7 separate regions of the Mus musculus genome follow, and regions 1, 2, 3, 5, 6 and 7 are each linked to region 4. Evidence: chromatin contacts called from public Hi-C, HiChIP or PLAC-seq, Micro-C and promoter capture Hi-C data. All regions are on one chromosome and are shown on one strand. Each heading gives the region's core, a stretch centred on a gene start, on an enhancer-like site or on the middle of the called end of the contact. The rest is flanking DNA. Distances are from core to core; before and after follow the strand shown.

What was found. Promoter capture Hi-C pulls out the DNA fragments that hold promoters and counts their contacts. A called contact is a pair of places that touch in the nucleus more often than the background predicts. HiChIP or PLAC-seq counts read pairs in DNA pulled down with a chosen protein or histone mark.
Region 1: an HNF4G HiChIP or PLAC-seq map of pancreatic cancer cells shows a contact between it and region 4. The contact joins the enhancer-like site here to the promoter of Tmem189 in region 4. A contact is called at or near these places in 2 of 39 promoter capture datasets (hippocampal neurons and liver), 4 of 484 Hi-C or Micro-C datasets (the Ba/F3 cell line, adipose-derived mesenchymal stem cells, embryonic fibroblasts and 1 more), 5 of 115 datasets of contacts at active chromatin or transcription factors (craniofacial prominence, embryonic stem cells, extraembryonic endoderm stem cells and 2 more) and 1 of 9 other capture datasets (embryonic stem cells).
Region 2: an H3K4me3 HiChIP or PLAC-seq map of bone marrow-derived macrophages shows a contact between it and region 4, with 6 times the contacts expected there. The contact joins the promoter of Ptpn1 here to the promoter of Tmem189 in region 4. A contact is called at or near these places in 17 of 39 promoter capture datasets (the 3T3-L1 cell line, 3T3-L1-derived adipocytes, the C10 cell line and 10 more), 2 of 15 datasets of contacts at CTCF or cohesin (CD8 T cells and the NIH/3T3 cell line), 7 of 484 Hi-C or Micro-C datasets (B cells, bone marrow-derived macrophages, centroblasts and 3 more), 41 of 115 datasets of contacts at active chromatin or transcription factors (the 230-238 cell line, CD8 T cells, the SCID.adh cell line and 31 more) and 4 of 9 other capture datasets (adipose tissue, liver, macrophages and 1 more).
Region 3: a promoter capture Hi-C map of hippocampal neurons shows a contact between it and region 4, with 4 times the contacts expected there. The contact joins the promoter of E130018N17Rik here to the promoter of Tmem189 in region 4. A contact is called at or near these places in 2 of 39 promoter capture datasets (hippocampal neurons and liver) and 2 of 115 datasets of contacts at active chromatin or transcription factors (kidney and pancreatic cancer cells).
Region 5: a Micro-C map of embryonic stem cells shows a contact between it and region 4, with 6 times the contacts expected there. The contact joins the promoter of B4galt5 here to the promoter of Tmem189 in region 4. A contact is called at or near these places in 3 of 39 promoter capture datasets (the C10 cell line, fetal liver and pre-B cells), 1 of 15 datasets of contacts at CTCF or cohesin (the NIH/3T3 cell line), 3 of 484 Hi-C or Micro-C datasets (B cells, embryonic stem cells and liver) and 2 of 115 datasets of contacts at active chromatin or transcription factors (effector CD8 T cells and pancreatic cancer cells).
Region 6: an H3K4me3 HiChIP or PLAC-seq map of craniofacial prominence shows a contact between it and region 4, with 3 times the contacts expected there. The contact joins the enhancer-like site here to the promoter of Tmem189 in region 4. A contact is called at or near these places in 5 of 39 promoter capture datasets (cranial neural crest, frontonasal cranial neural crest, liver and 2 more), 3 of 115 datasets of contacts at active chromatin or transcription factors (craniofacial prominence, embryonic stem cells and kidney) and 3 of 9 other capture datasets (adipose tissue, embryonic stem cells and liver).
Region 7: a Hi-C map of bone marrow-derived macrophages shows a contact between it and region 4, with 22 read pairs. The contact joins the enhancer-like site here to the promoter of Tmem189 in region 4. A contact is called at or near these places in 12 of 39 promoter capture datasets (the 3T3-L1 cell line, 3T3-L1-derived adipocytes, the C10 cell line and 7 more), 2 of 15 datasets of contacts at CTCF or cohesin (CD8 T cells and the NIH/3T3 cell line), 1 of 484 Hi-C or Micro-C datasets (bone marrow-derived macrophages), 18 of 115 datasets of contacts at active chromatin or transcription factors (CD8 T cells, the SCID.adh cell line, T-cell acute lymphoblastic leukemia and 14 more) and 2 of 9 other capture datasets (adipose tissue and liver).

What each region holds. Positions count from the first base shown.
Region 1 is chr2:168,103,489-168,106,188 of GRCm38.p6, reverse strand. No RefSeq gene overlaps it. Among named protein-coding and RNA genes, the nearest start is that of Pard6b, 24 kb to the right of the region's middle. Within about 2 kb of position 1,253, at least 68 of the 459 cell types and tissues checked have an H3K27ac peak or open chromatin away from gene starts, as enhancers often do. A contact at or near this core is called in embryonic stem cells, extraembryonic endoderm stem cells, liver and 1 more, where this site is marked.
Region 2 is chr2:167,930,918-167,933,617 of GRCm38.p6, reverse strand. It overlaps Ptpn1 (protein tyrosine phosphatase, non-receptor type 1), which reads right to left and starts at 1,291. Exons shown (of 9, transcript NM_011201.3): 1 at 1,062-1,291. The coding sequence starts at 1,124.
Region 3 is chr2:168,153,216-168,155,915 of GRCm38.p6, reverse strand. E130018N17Rik (RIKEN cDNA E130018N17 gene) reads left to right here and starts at 1,403. Exons shown (of 2, transcript NR_040327.1): 1 at 1,403-1,562; 2 at 2,165-2,700.
Region 4 is chr2:167,660,226-167,662,925 of GRCm38.p6, reverse strand. It overlaps Tmem189 (transmembrane protein 189), which reads left to right and starts at 1,382. Exons shown (of 6, transcript NM_145538.2): 1 at 1,382-1,553. The coding sequence starts at 1,430.
Region 5 is chr2:167,347,803-167,350,502 of GRCm38.p6, reverse strand. It overlaps B4galt5 (UDP-Gal:betaGlcNAc beta 1,4-galactosyltransferase, polypeptide 5), which reads left to right and starts at 1,325. Exons shown (of 9, transcript NM_019835.2): 1 at 1,325-1,585. The coding sequence starts at 1,471.
Region 6 is chr2:168,055,478-168,058,177 of GRCm38.p6, reverse strand. No RefSeq gene overlaps it. Among named protein-coding and RNA genes, the nearest start is that of Gm33108, 13 kb to the left of the region's middle. Within about 2 kb of position 1,422, at least 46 of the 459 cell types and tissues checked have an H3K27ac peak or open chromatin away from gene starts, as enhancers often do. A contact at or near this core is called in craniofacial prominence, where this site is marked.
Region 7 is chr2:167,957,545-167,960,244 of GRCm38.p6, reverse strand. All of the region lies in intron 1 of Ptpn1 (protein tyrosine phosphatase, non-receptor type 1), which reads right to left. Among named protein-coding and RNA genes, the nearest start is that of Ptpn1, 27 kb to the right of the region's middle. Within about 2 kb of position 1,279, at least 169 of the 459 cell types and tissues checked have an H3K27ac peak or open chromatin away from gene starts, as enhancers often do. A contact at or near this core is called in CD8 T cells, the NIH/3T3 cell line, the SCID.adh cell line and 9 more, where this site is marked.

The DNA.
Region 1 (2,700 bases), core at 4-2,503, 440 kb before region 4:
TCCAGGATAGCCAAGGCTATACAGAGAAACCCTGTCTCTAAAAAACAACAACAACAAAGATGGAAGGATGGAGGGTTGCTGGTGGGAGGGCTTTAAGCCTAGGAGGTAGAAGCAGGTGGATCTCTGTGAGTTCCGGACCAGCCTGGTTCCAGAGTGAGTTCCAGGACAGCCAGGGCTACACAGAGAAACCCTGTCTGAAAAAACAAAACACAGAAAGTGGCAGAGGGGCTGACCTCACAAACTGTGGCGTGCACACTCTTCCTTCCCCAATTAAAAATAGGGGGGGGGGAGAGAGAGAGCAGAAATAAATGAATAAAGAAAAGTACGGGGCTGGAGAGATGGCTCAGTGGTTAAGAGCACTGACTGCTCTTCCAGAGGTCGTGAGTTCAAATCCCAGCAACCCCATGGTGGCTCACAACCATCTGTAATGAGATCTGATGCCCTCTTCTGGTGTGTCTGAAGACAGCTACAGTGTACTTATGTATAATAATAAATAAATCTTTTTTTTTTAAAGAAAAGTACATATGTGGTTTGGAGCCATGTGCTCCTTATGTAGTGCTCTACATGTGACCTCCACCTCTCAATCCTCCTGCCTCAGCTTCCCAGGATTACAAGTGTGGACTCTCGTTCTTGACTAAGTGAATTTGCTTCTTTGTTTACTGATAAGGTCTCACATAGCTCAAGCTGGCCTCAAATCTGCTATGTAGCCGAGGATGACCTTTGAACCGTGACTCTTTGGCCTTCACTTCCAGAGCGCTGGCCATAGAACGGAGTGGACACAAGGCAAGCTCTACCAACGGAGCCACGCCCCTAGGCCCCATGTGATTTTATTTATTTTTCTTCATTTTTTTCATCTGTTTACATATGTGTACGTTGACATGTGTGTGCCATCTGGCCTGCAAATGCAGGCCAGAGGACAATTTTCAGGAGTCCCTTCCTTCCATTCTGTGGATCCTGGGGGATCCAACACAGGCCCTCAGGCTTGCTGGCAATGCCTTTATCTGCTGAGCCACCTCCCAGCCCCCCTGTGTGTTTTGAAACCAGTTTCCCCTGATTCACCCGGAGGAATAACCACCCTTTGTCCGGTCCCTGTGTGGACTGTTGAGTTATTATGGCTGCTCTCTGATTCCAATCGCGGGCGGCGAAGGTTGCTTACATCTCTCCGAGAAGCCTGCCTGGCACTGTTACCCTCATTCAGTATTGTCCCAGCATCCCTGGAAGGCGGGCGCTCTGTGGCTCTCCAGCTCTCTGCGTAGTTAATGATTTAGTTTCTGAGTCACTAAGCACACACTGGGGCAGTCCGTTAGGGCACATACCTGTGACAAACAGCTGAGGGCTGGAAATAGCTTTACTTGGATCTCTGTCCCTCCTGGCCAGGTAGTCTGGGAACAAGTTATGTTCTAGAACTTGGTACAGGCTGCATGCCTGAGTTGAGAGCAGCCTCCTCGGGCCACACACCCCTGAGCATCCTAGAAATCTGGACAGAGAAGGCTGTGCTGATAGACATTGGTGGGTTGTCCTGGGTCAAATGGCGGCTTGTCTCCTAGCAGATGACACAGCACAGTCACGCAGCCTGGGGTTCTCCAGGGTTCACTGCATGCCTTCGGCGATTCCTGCCCTGCTGTGAGGACTTGGCGGAGCCATCAGAACTGTTTCTGAAGGTCCACATTCCTTCACCTTCCTGATATGCAGGCCAGGACTGCTCCAGACCGATCTGAGTTGCTACGGTGAGAACGTCGGTCATTCTAAGAGCTAGCCTTGTCTACAGAGCCTGCCAATGACGCAAGTGGAAATGAATTCCAGGCTCCTAGAATGGGTTCCCCCCTTGATGCAGCATAGAAGCTGATGGGTGTAGAAGACACAACTCCTGAAGGCTTATTATAGCTAGAAACCATATAGAGCTGAGACTACCAGTCAGAGCTTTAGTGTTGCCTCGCCTGCTCAAGTTCCTGAGTTCAATCCCCAGGAGGCTAGGAAGAAAAAAAGCCAGGTGGGTGGCTCGAGTTTTATAGTTCCCAGCACTAGAGAAGCAGAGGCAGGAGGATTGGGAGTTCAAAGTCATCTTAGGGTATTGAGTGAGTCTGAGGCCAGTCTAGGTTTCAGGGGACCCTGTCCTAAAACTAAACAAACCTACAGTTCCCGCACTCGTGATAGAATCAGCCTGACCTACACTGTATGCTCCAGACCAGGCAGTGTTACCCAGAACCCTCTGCTTCAGGGGTTCAGGGCCCCCATTTGTCAGCCCTATCCGCCCTGTCCCACTCCAGACCCAGGACAATAGAACCAGCAAGGATATTTAGCACTCTATAGTCCCACACGCTGCTGCAGAGGGTTATTTGTCTCACACATGAGATTTGTGACCATAAGTGAATGTCACGTGCATGGGTGCCCACGGAGGCTAGAAGGGGACGCTGGATCCCCTACAGCTGGAGGTAAGGCTGTTCTGCGCCGTCAGACATGGGTGCTGGGAACTGAACCTGGGTCTTCTAAATGAGCAGTGTCTAACCACTGAGCCGTCTCTCCAGTCCGTGTCTGGTACACTGCTTACTTTTGTTGTATTGAGACAGGATGTCTGTACGTGAAGCTTCTCCTGAGAGGCCAGGACACCTCCCCAAGGTTAGCCTGTGTCTCAGGCCAGGGCAGTGACGTCACTGGGCGTGCTTGGTTCAGGCACAGGGTGGGTCAGAGACGCCAAGTAAC
Region 2 (2,700 bases), core at 42-2,541, 270 kb before region 4:
AACAGGATCTATTTTGCACATGCTTATTTAAGATGCCTGGCGAGTATGGTTAATCCTCACAACCCCCGCACTGACATTTAATCGGAAGATTTGTTTTCTTTAGAGGACTTAGCTGCTTGCAAAGACATCTTTGCATTTTCAATTCACTGTTTCATACATGGCGGGGGGTGGGGGGGAGAACCCTACTTTCATAATACTTTTTTTTTTTTTAATGAACCACCAGAACCCCTCAAGTGGACCGGATCACAGAAAACAGAAACCATCTCAGCTCACGGTCAAAGGATAAAAGACAAAAGAAAGAGGCCATTTGGAGAGGGTCAGGCAGCTATAGGAATGGGTTCTGTGTCCCCCTAGTTAGTCGCCTAACCTCATGGCTTGTCACTCCTTGGTCTATTCAAAGAGCAAGTCTCCTTCCCTGTCGAGCCGCTAGCAGCCCTGCCGGTGATGCCCTAGACAAGGCAGCCCCTTTGCGTACAGTCACCCTCCACCAGAACAGGTCTTTCTCTTCTCAACACTTGTCACCAGATGCAATGATCAGTATTTGAATGTCTGTGTGACTATAGCCTCTCGGGGGGGGGGGGATAGGTTAGGTCTACGGTGGCGTTCAATACACACCAGCTCCAAAGCCTAGCACCGAAGAGACCCTCCAGCTCACGTCTAACAAATGAATGGACAGGAAGGAGTAAGGGGGCTGTCATCCCCGGGCCTCCACCACCGCACACCGAGGCCCGAGGAAGTGAAATGTGAGGGGGCGGGGGTGTCGGCGAGCCCACCCTCCTCCCCAGGAGACAAAGGAAGAGGGCCTGAGGTGGTCCAGTCCAGACAAGGAAGCGGCAGGGGTGTGGACCAGTGGGGACAAAGGGTGGCTGGGCCATGTTGGGGTCGGGTTTGCGGGGGGAGCTCGAAGATGACAGGGACCGCGGAGAGATAGAGGCGAGTGGGGGTGTCGCAGGGGCCGCGAACCCCAAGAGGGGTCTAGGGCGACGAGGATGCGCGACAGGAGTCCCCCGAGCCGGGAGGGTCGGGGAGACGGCGCGGCCTAGGGGCCCCCGGCTCCGCACCTGGTAAATAGCCGCCCAGTTCCCAGCCTTGTCGATCTCCTCGAACTCCTTCTCCATCTCCATGGCGGGACGGGTCGGCTGCCCGAGTTCCCACGGCCGTCCGCCGCGCTAGGCCGCGTCGCTCCGCGTCCCGAAGCCCGTCACCCGCCACCACCGCAGCCCCAAGCTCCCCAGCAGCGGCTTCTGCATGTCAAGCCGGCAGCCGGAAGTACGCACCCCCGCCTCACCGCGAGCTCCGCCCTCTGTACGGGAGGACCAGTCAGCTAGCGAAAAGGCGGCCGGCACTTCCGCGGGGGCGGAGCGGTAGGCGGGGCATCGCGGACGAGGCCCGAACCCGAGGAGCAGACTTGCTGCGCGCGCCGCGTGCGGCTTCCCGGGTTCCGCGCTCCGGAGGGCGCGCGCCCGTTGCCCAAGCGACCCCCGGCGGCGCGCCCACGGCGCGTGGGCCGAGGCGGGACTCGGGGAGTATCCTGAGTTCGAGCCTCAAGCCCGCCGGTTGAGTCAGGCGGCGAGGGCGTGGCCTCGAGCTGGGCGGTTGAGTGGGAGCGGCGTTTCCTGTCCCGGTCTGTTTTTCTTTTTTCTTTTTTTCCTTTTTGTCTTGGTTTTTCCAGACAGGGTTTCTGTGCGTAGCCCTGGACGTCCTCACATTCACTCTGTAGACCAAGACTGGCCTCGAACTCATAAATCCGGCTGCCTTTTTCCCGAGTTCTGGGATTAAAGGTGTGTGCCATCACTTCGGGCTCCGTTCTTTATTTTTAACTCAGGGTCACGATATTCCAGGCTGGCCTCTCACTTGCTGTCAGGCCAAGGATAACCTCTTATTTGCTGTCAGGCGAAGGATGATCCTCTCGCCTCCATCTCCCACGTCTTGGAATCACAGACATGCATTGCGGGGGATAAACCAGAGCTCCGTGCATGCTAGGACCTACTCCGGCCACATCCCAGCGAGCAGAGTGTTCGTTTTAGACAACGAATCACTCTATAGCCCGAGCTGGCCTGGAGTTCACTACGTAACCCAGGCCAGCCTCCAGCTCTGGATCTGCCTGCCTCAGTCTCCGGAGTTTTGGACAGGTGCTAACACCCAGCTGGCCACTCTGCTCTCATGAAACTTGGGAAAGTCCATAAGAGTTTTTACCCTGGCAGAATGAACGGATGGGACATGTGGTGCTAGTTTTCTGTCTTTCTCCAGTATCAAGAAAATCCTGACCAGATGTGGTGGCACTTGCCTTTAAACTCTCCAGGTAGAAGCAAGGGGTCTCTGAGTTCCAGGCCAGCCTGGTCTACATCGTTCCGGGACAGCCAGTTATACAGTGAGACCCCTTCTCAAAACAAAAAAACAACCAAAAGGGAAAAAATCTTCCTTGGGGTTTGTTGGTGACTCATAACCATCCTAACTCTAGTTTCAGGCCGTCTTCTGACCTTCAAGGGCACAGGGTATACATGTGATACCATACTACTGTACATACATGCATACAAAACCATCATACAAATAAATCTAAAAACATGTTTAAAAGAAAAAAAAAATCTTCCTCTCTGATGTCATCTGGGTGCAGATTCTGTGGTTTGTTCAGACTGCCCAGGGTGAGCACTGAATGTTGGTTCCGATGCTTGGGTTCCTTGAAGTATGTGTGAAGGATGG
Region 3 (2,700 bases), core at 154-2,653, 490 kb before region 4:
CTCCGCAGTTCCGGGATTACAATAGTGCCATCACTACCAACTGGTTTAATTTTTAGACAAGAGGCTCCTATGTGCCAGGCTGGTCTTGAGATTGCTATGTCACTGAGGGTGACTTTAAGCTCCTGAACCCCCTGTTTTACTTGCCTCGTACAAGGTCATACTTGGTTGCACACCCTGCTTTTGAAATTCGGGGTCAAGGGACAGAGCTCAGGTGCTCAGGCTCCTTAGGCAAGGCCGTTACCTACTGAGCTTGAAGCTCAGGGTTCCTTCTGGAAATTACCACAGATAGCTCAGAGGAGACAGGGTGGACCCCTTGGCCTTGGGCCACTATCCACAGCCATCTTCCATCTGATAACCCAGGACAGACATCGGGCCTTCAAGGGGCATCTGGCTGTGTTGGACAGCTTCCAGGTTGTCACTCCTGGGTTGGATGCTCTTGGGATCCCAGGAGTAGAGGCAGGTTCCATTAATCATGTCACCATACAAGCCCCAGACATCAGAGGACGACACAGATTTGCGAAAAGGAAATTTTGAGTGTGTCCCCACCAAATAAGTTGGGGTGCTTCTCATTATGCCTACACAAACACCCCACCACCACCAAATAAAAACGTCTCACGGTCATAATGAGAATCCAACTGACTCTCCCCAAAGCTTTAACATGAACACAACCATCTGAAAACACAGGTCAGGGCCAATGAGATGGCTCAGTGAGTACAGGTGCTTGCTGCTAAGCCTGACAAATGGTTCCACCATCCTAGGGACTCACATGGTGGAAAGATCCAATGCCCATAAACTGCTCTCTAAGCCAGACAGGGTGGTGCTTACCTTTAATACCAAAATTTGGCAAGAAGAGGCAAGTGACCACCCTGGTCTACAAAACAAGAGTTCCAACCCAGTTGGTCTTACACAAGATTCTCCAAAAAACCAACCAACCAAACAAACAAACAAAACAAAACAAAAACCCAGAAACAATTTGACCTCTTGTACTCTGACCACTACAGGTATGCTTGCTGCCTTGGCATGAGCGTGTACACACACACACACACACACACACAAAAGCATGATTGTGTAGGAGGCTGGGTGCTGGGGAGGTGTGGGACTCGGCCTCCATCTTTGCTTCGGTATTAGCCATCTGTCATGCGGCGTTTTTACCACCAGGACTGCTGAAGGCAGGAAGAGAAAGAAGCCGGTTCAGAGCTGCCAGCAGGCGCCTGGAACCTCCCCTGGCTGCTTTGTGTTTCAGCAAGAGCCCTCCCAGCTCCAGCCAGGCAGGCTCCTCCCCATGGCCCTCCTGGGGCCCCCCGCTGGGGGAGGAGGCCCAGCTAAGCCTCTCTCCTGCTGGCTGGGGGTGGGGAAGGGAGGGACTCCAAGCCTAGCACCCAAGGACGACCCCTACAGGCCAGCCAGGGCAGGGCAGCATTCCCTACAGCCGCCATTTCTTCTCTGTCAGCTCTCTGCTGTCAGACAGAGAGCCAAACAGAGCTGGAAGGTCAGATATCTCTGGAATGTATTGAGCACCTACTGGGTGCACAACCTTGAGGAAGAGCACGTGCCCTCTGCAGGTACTGGAAATGTAACTGGGTAGATGGTAGCCGAGGGATCCTACCCAGGGTCCCTCTGGGACTTCATAGCTGGGGTCAGATCCTTTCGCCCACGTGTCACCATGGGTAGGACAGAGGCTATGGTCCACCCAGACAGAACACAGGCAGGGAGAGGGACACTGTGAGGTCTTTGAGCCTAGAGCTCCTTCCTTGTAAAGTGGAGTCACCTGTCTCTGGAGTTTTTATAAGACGTCAGAATCAGGGGCCAAAGCTAAGAGCTGGGAAGTCTGGGCTGGAGCTAGTACAACCTGATGGACAGATGTCCCTCATTCTATGCATCTGATCTCAGAGGCCTCTGAAGGGGCAGAGCCAGGGGCAGGAGGATTAGGAGTTAAAGGTCATCTCTAGCTAATCTGAGGCTGACCTGAAACTTCTGATCTTCCTGCCTCTTCCTCCCAAATGCTGGGATTACAGGAGTGTACCAGTATACCCAGGCTAAGCCTTGCTGCGGGGCCAACATGCAGCCTGGTCTACATGCCAAGTTCTGGGCCAGCCAGGGCTGCAAAGCAAGACCTTGTTTCAAAAATAAAAAAATGTCTGACGTCCAGCTTTTTCCCAAACAGGAGAATCTGTTCCCGTCTCCCTGCAGTTCCGTCTCATGCCTGCTCTGCTGTGGGCAAAGTGTCCCTTCTGCCACCAGGGCCCCTGACTAGTTTTCCTGGGACCACCTGGCCTCCTGGTCTCTTCTAGCCCTGCTGGATTAAGGTGAAAAGCCAGTCTAGGCCACCATAGCCAGACTGCCTGCTGCATGGACAGCCTCTGCCCTGAGTCCTGGATCCTTCCTTCACTGGAAAGTACCTCTCATGGAGAAAATTCATCAAGGTAAAACCTCATGAACAAGATGTTTTGGCTTGGCAGGAAACAAACAGTGGTTAACAACAAATTAGTGAGCTACTGAGCCTCTGGGCACATGGCGCTGAGGGCAGACCCAGGTTGGCTGCAGACATCAGCTATGGTCTCCTGCAGACCTGAGGGGGCACAGGCCTGGCTCAAAGCTCCCTTCACACGGACTGGAACAGTCTTCAGGTGGGATGCTCTTGTGTGCGGCTTAAGCTCTGGCCTGCTCCTCAGGCTCCGTTCCCCAGAGCCCTGCTCCACT
Region 4 (2,700 bases), core at 133-2,632:
AAGTGTTGCCCTTTGACCACACATGGACACTCAAGAACACACATGCACACAAAACAACAAAAAAACTACAGAAAGAGACTTCCCTGGTCATTTCCAGCAAATCTCAGAGACTCTGCATAGGGCCAAGCTGGTGCTCTGTGAATTGAATAACGGTGAGAGAGAGTTAGTTCTGACTACCCGTCTTGTCTGTCAATCAGGATGTCCTGGCCTCTGGGATCTCCAGCCCTAATCTGCAACCCTAGCCTTCTTGCTAACAGGCGCAGTTTGGGAGGGTCTGAGACCCAGCACCTGCCACAGCAAGTTCAGCAGAACCCCTGACACCCCAAATCTAATCGCGCAGTTAATACAAGTGCCAGGCTGTCACCTTCATCGGAACAGGAAGGACTTGGGCTACAGCCTGACGCGGCCATCCGAGTGGCTCTTCCTTTGAGTAGACGTAAGGAGACAGAGAAGGAGCTTGGAACGGACAGAGACCACCCAGGAAAGGAGCACTGAGGGAAGAGGAGATAGCCTGGGGAGGCTGGCAGCTGAGAAATATGAAGCTTAAATCTTAGAGAAGAACGAAGATGGAGCCTTGGAAAAATTCTTCAGATCTTAAGTTCCCTCTGCGGGCCCCAGGCACCTCTCAGTCTTGCAGCCCCAGGGTGGACGCTGTTTATCATCCCTTAAGGACTTTACATAAGCCTTTAGCTCTCTTAATGCTAATGCCTTAAAGACAGAAGCACGTTCTCTGACCCGGAATTCATTCAACCTCTCCTAAAATCTGTCAGCTGTTGGCCCAGGCAGAGTCCCTGCCCTCAGGGGCTCCTTTCCTGATAGAGAGACAGTTACTCCTGACAAGCTCTGAGTAGCGTGAGGGTGATGTCACAGTGACCAGAGGAGGGGGCACCCCAGCAGGTGGTCACGAGCGGCCTCTCAGAAGGCAATATTACTTCTTATGTTCCGTGATTGAGTCTTGCAATGTAGCTCAGGCTGGCCTCGAACGCGAGACACTCCTGGGTAGTGAAATGAAACCTAGCGCGTGCAGCCGATGTGCTGCCCCGTCCAGCAGCTTCCTAGCGAATGCACGATCTGCAGTAGCCATGCACTCCGTAGGCGCTTCGCAGCGCGTACTCCCTGCCTCCAGCGCGGTACGCGAGTTCGCGGGGCGCAGCGGGGACGCGCACATCCACCCTGCCTTCCGCGTCCAGCTGCGTCCAGCTGCGACCCCGCCCCCCGGCGCCGCGGTTGGCTGAGGCCCGAAGGCCTGCGATTGGCCGGGCGCGGCGCGGGCGCGGGCTCCGATTGGCTGTGACGCGGGGCCCCGCCGACGCCCCGCCCCGGCCGCCGCGCCCCGCGCCGGCCGGTCATTGGGCGGCGTGATATCGCCGCGGTTCCGCGGCCGCCGCCGCTGCAGGCAGAGCGCAGCGGGCGGGCCGGGCGACGGGCCATGGCGGGCGCCGAGGACGCGCCGGGCCGGCAGCCGGAGCTGGACGAGGACGAGACGGCGGAGGGCCGGCGCTGGGGCGCACAGCACGCGGGAGCCCGTGAGCTGGCGGCGCTTTACTCGCCAGGTAGGACGGATGGAGGGCCTGCGATCTGATGGGTGCTCGGCGCCGGGCCCGCCCCGACCGAACCCCAGGCGGTCCGAACACCTGGACCCTAACCCATCTGAGCCCTCTGGATCCGAACCTTAGCCCATTCGAAGTCCCCGGATTCGAACCCTAACCCATCCTGAGTCCACGGATTAGAACCCCAACCTATTCGAACCTCACTTCGACCCAACCCGTCCGAACCCCCACGAATCCAAACCCCAGCCCATCCGAAATGCCGAGATCTGAACTCTACCCAGATCCGAACTCCAGCAGCCCATTTGGACGCCCTTGGATCCGAACCGCACTCCATCCGAACCCTAGCCCCATCCTAACCCTGCCCCCAATCTAATCCCAGCTTCCACCCAAAGCGGAACTCCAGGGCTTCCAACTTTGCAAAGAGCACCCCTAGATCTTGGGACCCTAACTAAACCCCTTCCTACTCCGAGCCGTGAGGCTTTGGGGTTGCAGAGATTTAGGAACAGCCCCAATGCACCTGCGCATCCAGAGTCCTAGCCCCAGGGCACCTTGGGCAGTTTAGGAACCCCACCCTGGCCTGCCTTGTCTTCCTAAATCCCAGTCCAAGGCTTCCGGTTCTCAGGCAGCGCGAAGCCTTAGACATCTCAGTCGCAGGCACTGCCCTTAGCCACCTAAACTCACACGCAGTCCTAGGACCCCCACGTTACGAGTCTACACTCTGTGCGTTTTTTCCAAGACCGTGGGTTGCAAACTAACCCCCCTTCTGGGACTAACAGTTCTCTAGCCTCTAGGGCCCCGATTTGGATTTCAGCTGCAAAATATCCCAGGCGCTCTTCCCATAAGCTCCATCATGGTCCCTGCTTCAGTAGCTGCAGTGAACTTATCCCCTCCCCCTCCCATTGGGACCGGCAGCCCTCACCTCTTACTGGTAGATTCTCGGCAGCGATTCAGACCCTATTGAGTCTGGCTCTGTCCTCTCCCACACCCACACACTAGCTGCCCATTAGGACTTTGTGGGATACACTTATCACCACCCGGAGCCCCTTTCCCTGGCTCCACCCCTTCCCCCAAAGCCAGGTCCCCTCTCTGGTTTCTTTGCTTCTTGACATGCTCTTATCCTAACTGGCACTGGCTCCAACCCGCTCTCAGG
Region 5 (2,700 bases), core at 76-2,575, 310 kb after region 4:
TGAGAAATGGGGTTAGTGGTCAAGCCCCGGTGGCAGGCCACTTTTGATTTGAGCCCTTACTTCACAACTTAGACGACTTGCTTCTCTTTCCAGAAGCTTCAGTTTTCTCATCGGTGCAATGGGGCCAAAGTGGGGGTAGGGGAGCCACGATCTCAGGACTTAGAGAGAGGCTGTTACTGGCTAAGAAGCCCTGTTTCTCGGTGTCTTAACATTGACAGTTGTCACCACTGTTCTGTCCTGTAGGATGTGACCTTGTTTGGATCTCTTCTTCTTTCCTGGGATTTTATCCTTGGATTCATTGAAGGCGGATCAAGCCCCTTCTTCCTTCCTTCCGGCTTTTGCATTTGTAGTTCCCCTTAGTGGGACCACTCTTTCTCCACCTGGCACTTTCACATTCTTTTGTGTTCATGCCACCCAGGAAGGAGAGGCTTCCCCCTCAATCTCAGACTAGAGTAGAATGCATCCGAAACATCTTCATGTCTAATTGTTTTCATATCTCTTATCATCATCATCTGTTATATTGATTTTTTTCTTATTCGCATTAATACAGGTTCCCAGAGGAATCTTTGCTCCGTGGAGCATCCCCGGCCCCAGGACCCGTAACTGCCACTTTATCATAAATGGTGTCTGGAATGAATGGATGAGTGAGGGCGAACACGAATGCCCCGGCCTCTGCATCCTTGCTCTGCTGCAGCGGCGGGCTACCTGGCTATTCACACATTGTCCACCACCCCTCGATCCCCGCGTGGGGAGCTCGCACGGGAACCAAGTCGTACTAGCGAGCCGCTTCCTGCCAGCATGGGCGGCGGCCGCTCGAGGATCTTGCGGCTAGAGTGCTCGCGCGTGAACCCCGCCCCGCCCCGCCCCGCCCCCACATCCAGGCCCCGCCCCACAGATGCGCTCCCCGGACTGTAGGCCCTGCCCATTCCCGCCCCCTTGCCTCAGGCCACGCCCTTCTCTCCTCCCCGTCAGGCCTCAGGCTCAGGCTCCCGCAAAATGCTTGTTATGCTCCCGGCCCCGCCCTTATCCCCCTCCCCATCAGACTTCAAGCCCGGTCCCCGCCGGTGTTCTCAGGCTCGCGGAGGCACCCTTAACATCAGGCCCCGCCCTCGTCCGGCCCCCAGTTTAGGCCCCGCCCTTACTCGGTCCCCATCAGGCCTGCCTCAGGTCTGGTACCTCCATCTGCTCCTCAGACTGCGGCCCTTGCCCTCGCCCCGCCCTCAGCATCAGACCCCGCCCCTCACCCCGCCCTCCTAACAGGCCCCGCCCCGCCCGCCTCGCCCCCGCCGCTGAGCTCCTCTGGTCGTCGGCCCCCTCCCGCCTCATGTGGCCCGGCCCGCGGCGGCCGGCGGCTGAAAGCGGCGAGGCGGCGGCGCGCGAAGCCCGGAAGGCGGCGGCCGAGGCCCAGGCGGCGGACCGGAGCGGCGGGAGCGGGGCCCGGGTTGGCCCTCGAGCGGCCGCCGGCTCAGCATGCGCGCCCGCCGGGGGCTGCTGCGGCTGCCGCGCCGCTCGCTGCTCGCCGCGCTCTTCTTCTTCTCGCTGTCGTCCTCGCTGCTCTACTTCGTCTATGTGGCGCCCGGCATAGGTAGGAAGGCGACCCTGCGGCCACCCCACGCCTCTTCCCGCTGCGGCCCGCGCCGCCGCCCCGGCCGACCCCGCGCTCCGTGACTCGCCGTTTCCTGCCGCGCCACCCCGCAGCCCGCCCGCACACGCGGCCTCCTCCCTGACGCAGCCGCCCGCGCCCTCCGCGGCCGCGCGTTGGCTGCCCAGACCCGGCGGGGCTGCGGGCTGCGCGCCCCTTTCCCCTCCCCCCCCTCCTCCCTGGAGCCCGCCGCTCGCCCGCCGCTCATAGCGGACCCGACCTGCTCTGGGGACCGATGGGAAGTTTGAATTGGCCATGGAGGAGGTGCTGTGACAGGGGCCTTGAAGAAGCGGTGCCAGGTGGAAGGGAGGGGGGGGTCGCCCAGAGAAGAAACGGAATGGGTAGCAGTTCTCCAAGGTCCGCCCTTTAGAGGGGGAGACCGCCTGGAGAGAAAACGAGCCCTTCCCGGAACAGACTGGACGCTGATGAGAAGGCAAAGGCAGCGAGAGGGTTAAAGGCAGAGGACACTGAGGTCAGATGTCCTGTATGACCTTGGGCCCTCAGCTTCTCTTCTCTGTAAAATGGGGACACGAATCCCAGCCTTTAAAGGACAGAGGGCCATAAATGCCCTTTAAGCTTTTCTCCCTATAGCGGACGCCCAACGTCTTCGAAATAAATACATACATAATAAATAAATATTCGCTGTTACAGGTAGTTTGGGGGACAGAAGGAAAGAGTTTTAAGGAATGCGACTTGCCTCCCTTAGTGTGGTCTTGGAGTGCTAGTGAAAACTTCAGCCCTTGGTGAAAAATGAGAAGATGCTGTTGGGGGTGGGGCCGAGGGCGAGAATTCTGGATGGTTGGGATGGGTGCCGCTTAGGGGAAGTGCCTTTGAGATCGGAGTAGTAAATGCTGGTGTTCCCTGTTGACCTGGCAACTCTGAACTGGCAGAGAAATTTCCAGAGAAAGAGGGAGAGAGGGAGAGAGTCTCTCCCCTGATTATTTTTTTTTTTAAAGCTTGTTTCACTTGATGTTTAAAGTTGGTGTTTCATGCTGTCAGCCTGACCTGGGAAGATGGAAAAGCTAACTTGAGACTGTCCTCACTGATTTGGTGAGTGG
Region 6 (2,700 bases), core at 173-2,672, 400 kb before region 4:
CTCTCTCTCTCTCTCTCTCTCTCTCTCTCCCTCTCTCTCTTTTGAAACAGAGTCTTACTACATAGCCAATCCCAAACCACAAACTTGCAGGAATCCTCCTGCCTCTGACACCCAGTTGAGCTATCATGACTTGTTTGTTTTTCTTTTCTTTTTTTTTTTTTTTTCCTTTTTCTGTTGTTGTGGTTTTGTTTTGCTTTGCTTTGCTTTTGAGACACGGTTTCTCTGTGTAGCCCCAGTTATCCTGGAACTTGATCTGTAGAGCAGGCTGGCCTCGAACTCTGCTTCTGCTTCCCAAGTGCTGGGATTAAAAGCATGTATCACCACTGCCCGGCTGGTTATTTTTCTTAATTAGTATCTTTCTTTCTTTACTCGTTGTTTTTTAATAATTAATTTATTTTCATTTTATGTGCATTTATGTATTTTGCCTGCATGTAGAGGTATTGGATTCTGTGGAATTGGAGTTACAGACAGTTGTCAGCTGCCATGTGGCTGCTGGGAATTGAACTCAGGTCCTCTGGAAGAGCAGCCAGTGCTCTTATCTGCTGAGCCATCTCTCCAGCCCTGTTCCTTTGTTTGAGACAGGGTTTAGCTATGCAGCCCTGACTGGCCTGGAGCTCACTACTTCAACCAGGCTGGCTTCAAACTAGCAGTGATCCTCCTGCCTCTGCCTCCCAAGCACTGGAATCCCTGGCAAGCACGGCACTTGGCCACGCCTAGATTTGATGAAAATCTCTTATTTGAAGTTGAGTGTGACAGCACATACCTGCAATGCAGCCATGAGAACAAGGTAGAAGGCTACACAGTCAGACCCTGTCTCAAGGACACAATCCCAGGGATGGTGGTGTAGTTCAGGGGGAGAAAACTAGCCTAGCATTTGCAAAGCTCAGGGTTTGGTCTGCAGCACCACAAAACAGACACCGCCTGAAGCCTGCGGAGGCTGGAATGGACTTTCAAGCTCCCGGGTCTCGGCTTCCTCCTTACTTTGAAGCACGCTCATGCGTTGCTCATGCTTATGGGAGCTGGGAGGGGTCGGGACAGGGAGCACAGGGGACTGAGCACAGAGCAGCCATCTCCAATTGGGAAGAGCTGGCTTGGGACACGGGTACAGAGGCCAGGCCGGCAGTGTGCCCGTTGTATGGGCACGTGTCAGTCAGAGGGTGGTTTAACAGAAAGAGGTTTGGGGTACCTTAATGTAACCACACTCTCGCAATGCCAGCCCATAATGGCCTGCTCATGGTTGGTTCTCATTTCCAGCTCCATTATGAGGTATTTGTGCTTGGAATATAAATTATAAATCTAAACACGGGCAGGGTTTGTCCCACCCCCTCCCCCCCAACCCCCAAAGCAGATTCCGAGCAGCACGAAACCAGCCAACCCAAATAAACTGCGCACTGGCCCTGTTGTTTCCAGAGCCGTGTAAACCATCAGGCTTTGAAGAGGGGCCCGGGAGCAAGCGCCCCGCCATCAGGGTTCAATTTAGGCTGTGCATACTTGAGCAGTTTACTAGAAATCTATGGCAAAGACAGGCATGCACGGTGGCGGGGTGGGGGGGTGCGGGGACAGGACATGACAGAAGTGTCGTATCAGATCATGAAAGATGCAGCTGAGGGTCTCATCGCAAACTCAGACATCTCACAGAAGTCCTACACACCAGGGGCCAACAGAATTCCTCAGCTGGTGGAGTCATCTCTGGAATGCTGGGCTCACTCTCAGTGGTATGTTACAGAGATGACAGTCACCACGTGGAGAAACACAGGCCCTCCAGATGCCTCCAGAGAAGCCCTATGGCTGCCTGTGTGTGGAAACAGTTTACTTAACTGGACTGGGTTTCTGCAAAGATTTAACTCTGACAAGAGCTGGGGGGGGGGGGTGTTGTGGGGCTTCTGGGGTGGGAGGAAGGGCTATCTTTAGGGTCAGGCCTCGACCTCTCTAATCGCTAATCATCCCCTGACTGATAAGGCTCCCAGATTTCAGGGCTGCTTCACTCAAGCTAAACTGAGGTTTCTGGTCCACGCCAGAGGTAGACCTCGTCAATCCCAAGGCTCCGCAGAGCCTACAGGCTACGGGACCACAGTTTGTCATGGGGGAGGGGCGCATCAGAAAGGCCTGGAGTGAGGCTCCAGAGGGGTCAGGCTGGGAGCACGGAGTTGCCAGGGGCTGGTACATGAGAACATCTATCTCCAGGCAGGAGCAGGTAAGGGACCTGGTCAGAGCTGAAAGCTCCTGAGGTTGATAAGGACTTCCATGCTGGTTCTTGTCTCCCCTCAGGGCTCCCTTTCACAGGTTTGTCTCTGTCATTTTCAGGAAAGGGATAAACTGCAGAGCTCCTGGCTTCTAACAGGTCTCCATGTGAATTAGGCATGGGACCCCACAAAGCCATGGGGTCCTTGGAAATAAAGGTTTCTCCTCTCGGGTGCAGGGAATTGAGAAAAAAAGCTGTATTAGGGGATGCTAATGGTGATGTGTATATACTAATTAATTACGTGCTCCAGCCTTAAAAATAAATGATTTATTAGTTTACTCTCTCTCTCTCTCTCTCTCTCTCTCTCTCTCTCTCTCTCTCTCTCTCTCTCTGTGTGTGTGTGTGTGTGTGTGTGTATGTGTGTGTGTATGTGTGTGTCCAGAAGACGGTTGTCAGATTCCCTAGAACAGAAGTTACAGGCAGTTGTGAGCTGTTGTGTGGGTTCTGGGAACCAAACC
Region 7 (2,700 bases), core at 30-2,529, 300 kb before region 4:
AGAGACTGAAGGAAGGAAGGGCAGATAGACCGGGCAGTGGGGGCTGAGAGGCAAGCACTTCCTGGAACCCAGGCGCAGCCATGGCTGAGAGCACACACGCTTGTCTCTGGCTCACCTAAGATGCTGTGTGTAAGCACCTCAGAGTGGTGAGTGCACAGCAGATTTTATTAACCGGGTCTAACTACAAAGGAGAAAGAAAAATTTTGTGGAGCAAAGAACAATCAGAATAGATAGATCACCAGAGGCTGTCTTTGAATGGAAAACAATACTTCATTCTTTGTATCTTGCTTTGTTTTGTTTGAGACAGGTACTTACATATTACATAGCCTAGGCTAGCCTCCAACTCCCTATGAAGCTGAGGATGACCTTGAACTAATAATCCCAGCAGACAAGCGCTGGGAGTCTGCACAAGCACACCTGGTTTACTGAATAACTACAGGGGCAAAATACCCAGGCTGCAGCTGCAGTCACAGAGAGGAACAGAGGTGTGGGTGTGGGCGGTGGTGATATGGCTTCAGAGAAGCAGCAGTTTCGGAGAGGCTCCCAGAGTGGACTCCAGGGCTTCAGCACTGTGCTGCTAACAGTCCTCCTGCTTGTACAGCTGCTCAAAACACCTAACCCTTAAAAATACCAAAGTGACCTCTGTCACTGCTGATGACCTCAAGCCATTTACAAGAACAAGCCACTTACATAATTATGTTAACAATGACTTTTGGTCCCTAAGGACTGATGTGGTTTTAGCACTGAGAATAACAGCTTTGAGAGGCTGAACTGGCTGGGGGTGGGAGCGTGGATATGAATGAATGGCTTCACACTGGTGAAGTGACCCTGGCCCACACTGCATTTAGAAGCAGCATTCTGAGTTCAGTGTGGCAGGCCAGAGCGTCGGGCTGCCGCTCACCTTACACAGATTACACGGGTAACTAGGATGACACACTCGCAGTTAGACTTGCAAGTGTCCCTGGCTTTGACCCTAATTTTTACAGCCCTTGATAAAGACATCACTTACATTTTCTGTTAAATGTCATGAATTCCACCTTGGGCAGAAATCAATAGGGAGAAAATGAATCAGACTTACAGTAATTGATGTCAATCAAACATATTGGAACCAGTGTCTACTAAAATGCTGAGAACCACAAAACTGTTCCCGTAAGAGAACTGGCTAAAAAAATCGACTTTCACTTCTGTTTTGTTTACCTTCTGCTTTCTATCAGGCCAGTAAGAACTTCACCCGGCTCTTGGCTGCCTGCCGGGGGACAGTGGGACAGTTGACTAACAAGGAATTGGCAGGCATCTGCAAGAGCAATATCTACAATTTTCCTGGCAGGAACCAGTCTGCCCACTGTGTTTCCTCCTTCCAAGGTCCCAAGGGAGAGGCCACATGAAACACCAGTGACATCCCTGATCTGAAGTGACAGTGCTCTCCTTCCGCAATGGATGGATGCTCCCTGCATACTTAGCAGTGTGAACGAGCAGAAAACAGCTCACTAAAACACAACAATGTTGGTCAAGATTTTCCCAAGTCCCTGGAAAGCTGTGTGAGGCTCTGCTAACCAGAACCAAGAAAAAGGCATATGAGATACTCACTGGCCACCTTCTTCTAGAGGCCACATGCTTTCCTACCTGATGTGAGAGACCAAGGATGAAGGAGGCACAGAGATGAAGGCATGATAGCACTGGAAGGAATGGATTTGTGAAACCACAAAAATGAAGTCACAGGCTGGAGAGATGGCTCAGGGGTTAAGAGCACTGACTGCTACTCCAGAGGTCCTGAGTTCAATTCCCATCAACCACATGGTGGCTCACAGCCATCTGTAATGGGATCTGTTATCCTCTTCTGGTGTGTCTGAAGACAGCTACAGTGTACTCATATAAATAAAACAAGTAAGTCTTTAAAATAAAGTCCCAAGCTGGGACCGAGAGGCTATTCTATTCCAAGCAAGCAGGCAGGCATGAGGCTCCACACAGGCAGGCGTTCCTTCAGGCCATCCAGACGCAGCCTGGCACTGTGCCCACACCAGGAAGAGACTCTTCAGATCTCAGCTGTCAGCCTACATGGAGAAGTGCAGGTGACCTTTCACGTCTAGGCAGAACACAGGACTGTATGTCAGGCATGTATACACTCTAAGAATCCCAACATTACAAGGAGACAGAAGTATGTCAAGTTCATGAGCTACCCAGGAGGACCCTGTGTCAAAACCAAACCAAGCCACGAAGTATGTTATGGAATAAATTCATTCTTTTCAAAATTTTAGCAAACCAAAGATTTAAAAAAAATAGGGATATTAAAATGCAAGAAAATTTAAATGGGGTTGCCTTTAATCCCAGTAGTCACGGGCAGAGCCAGGTGAATCTCTGTAAGTTGACAGCAAGCTTGGTCTACACAGTGAGACCCTGTCTTGTGTGTCTGGGTGGGGCAGAGCTGAGGCTGGGGTGATAGCTAAGTGGTCAAAAATACCACTCTTGTAGTTTGGTCTCCAGCACCCACACAGAGGCTCACAGGTCCCAAGGGGGTCTGATGCCCTCTTCTGGCTACCAAGGGCATGTGCATATCACTGGCACATATGCAGAAAAAATACTCATATACATAAAAAAATTTTAATGGAAAGAAAAAAATTGAAAGTTTTGAGACAGGGTCTCACTGTGTAATCCTGGCTGGCCTGAAACTCACTGGAACATCTGCCTGCCTCTGCCTCCAAA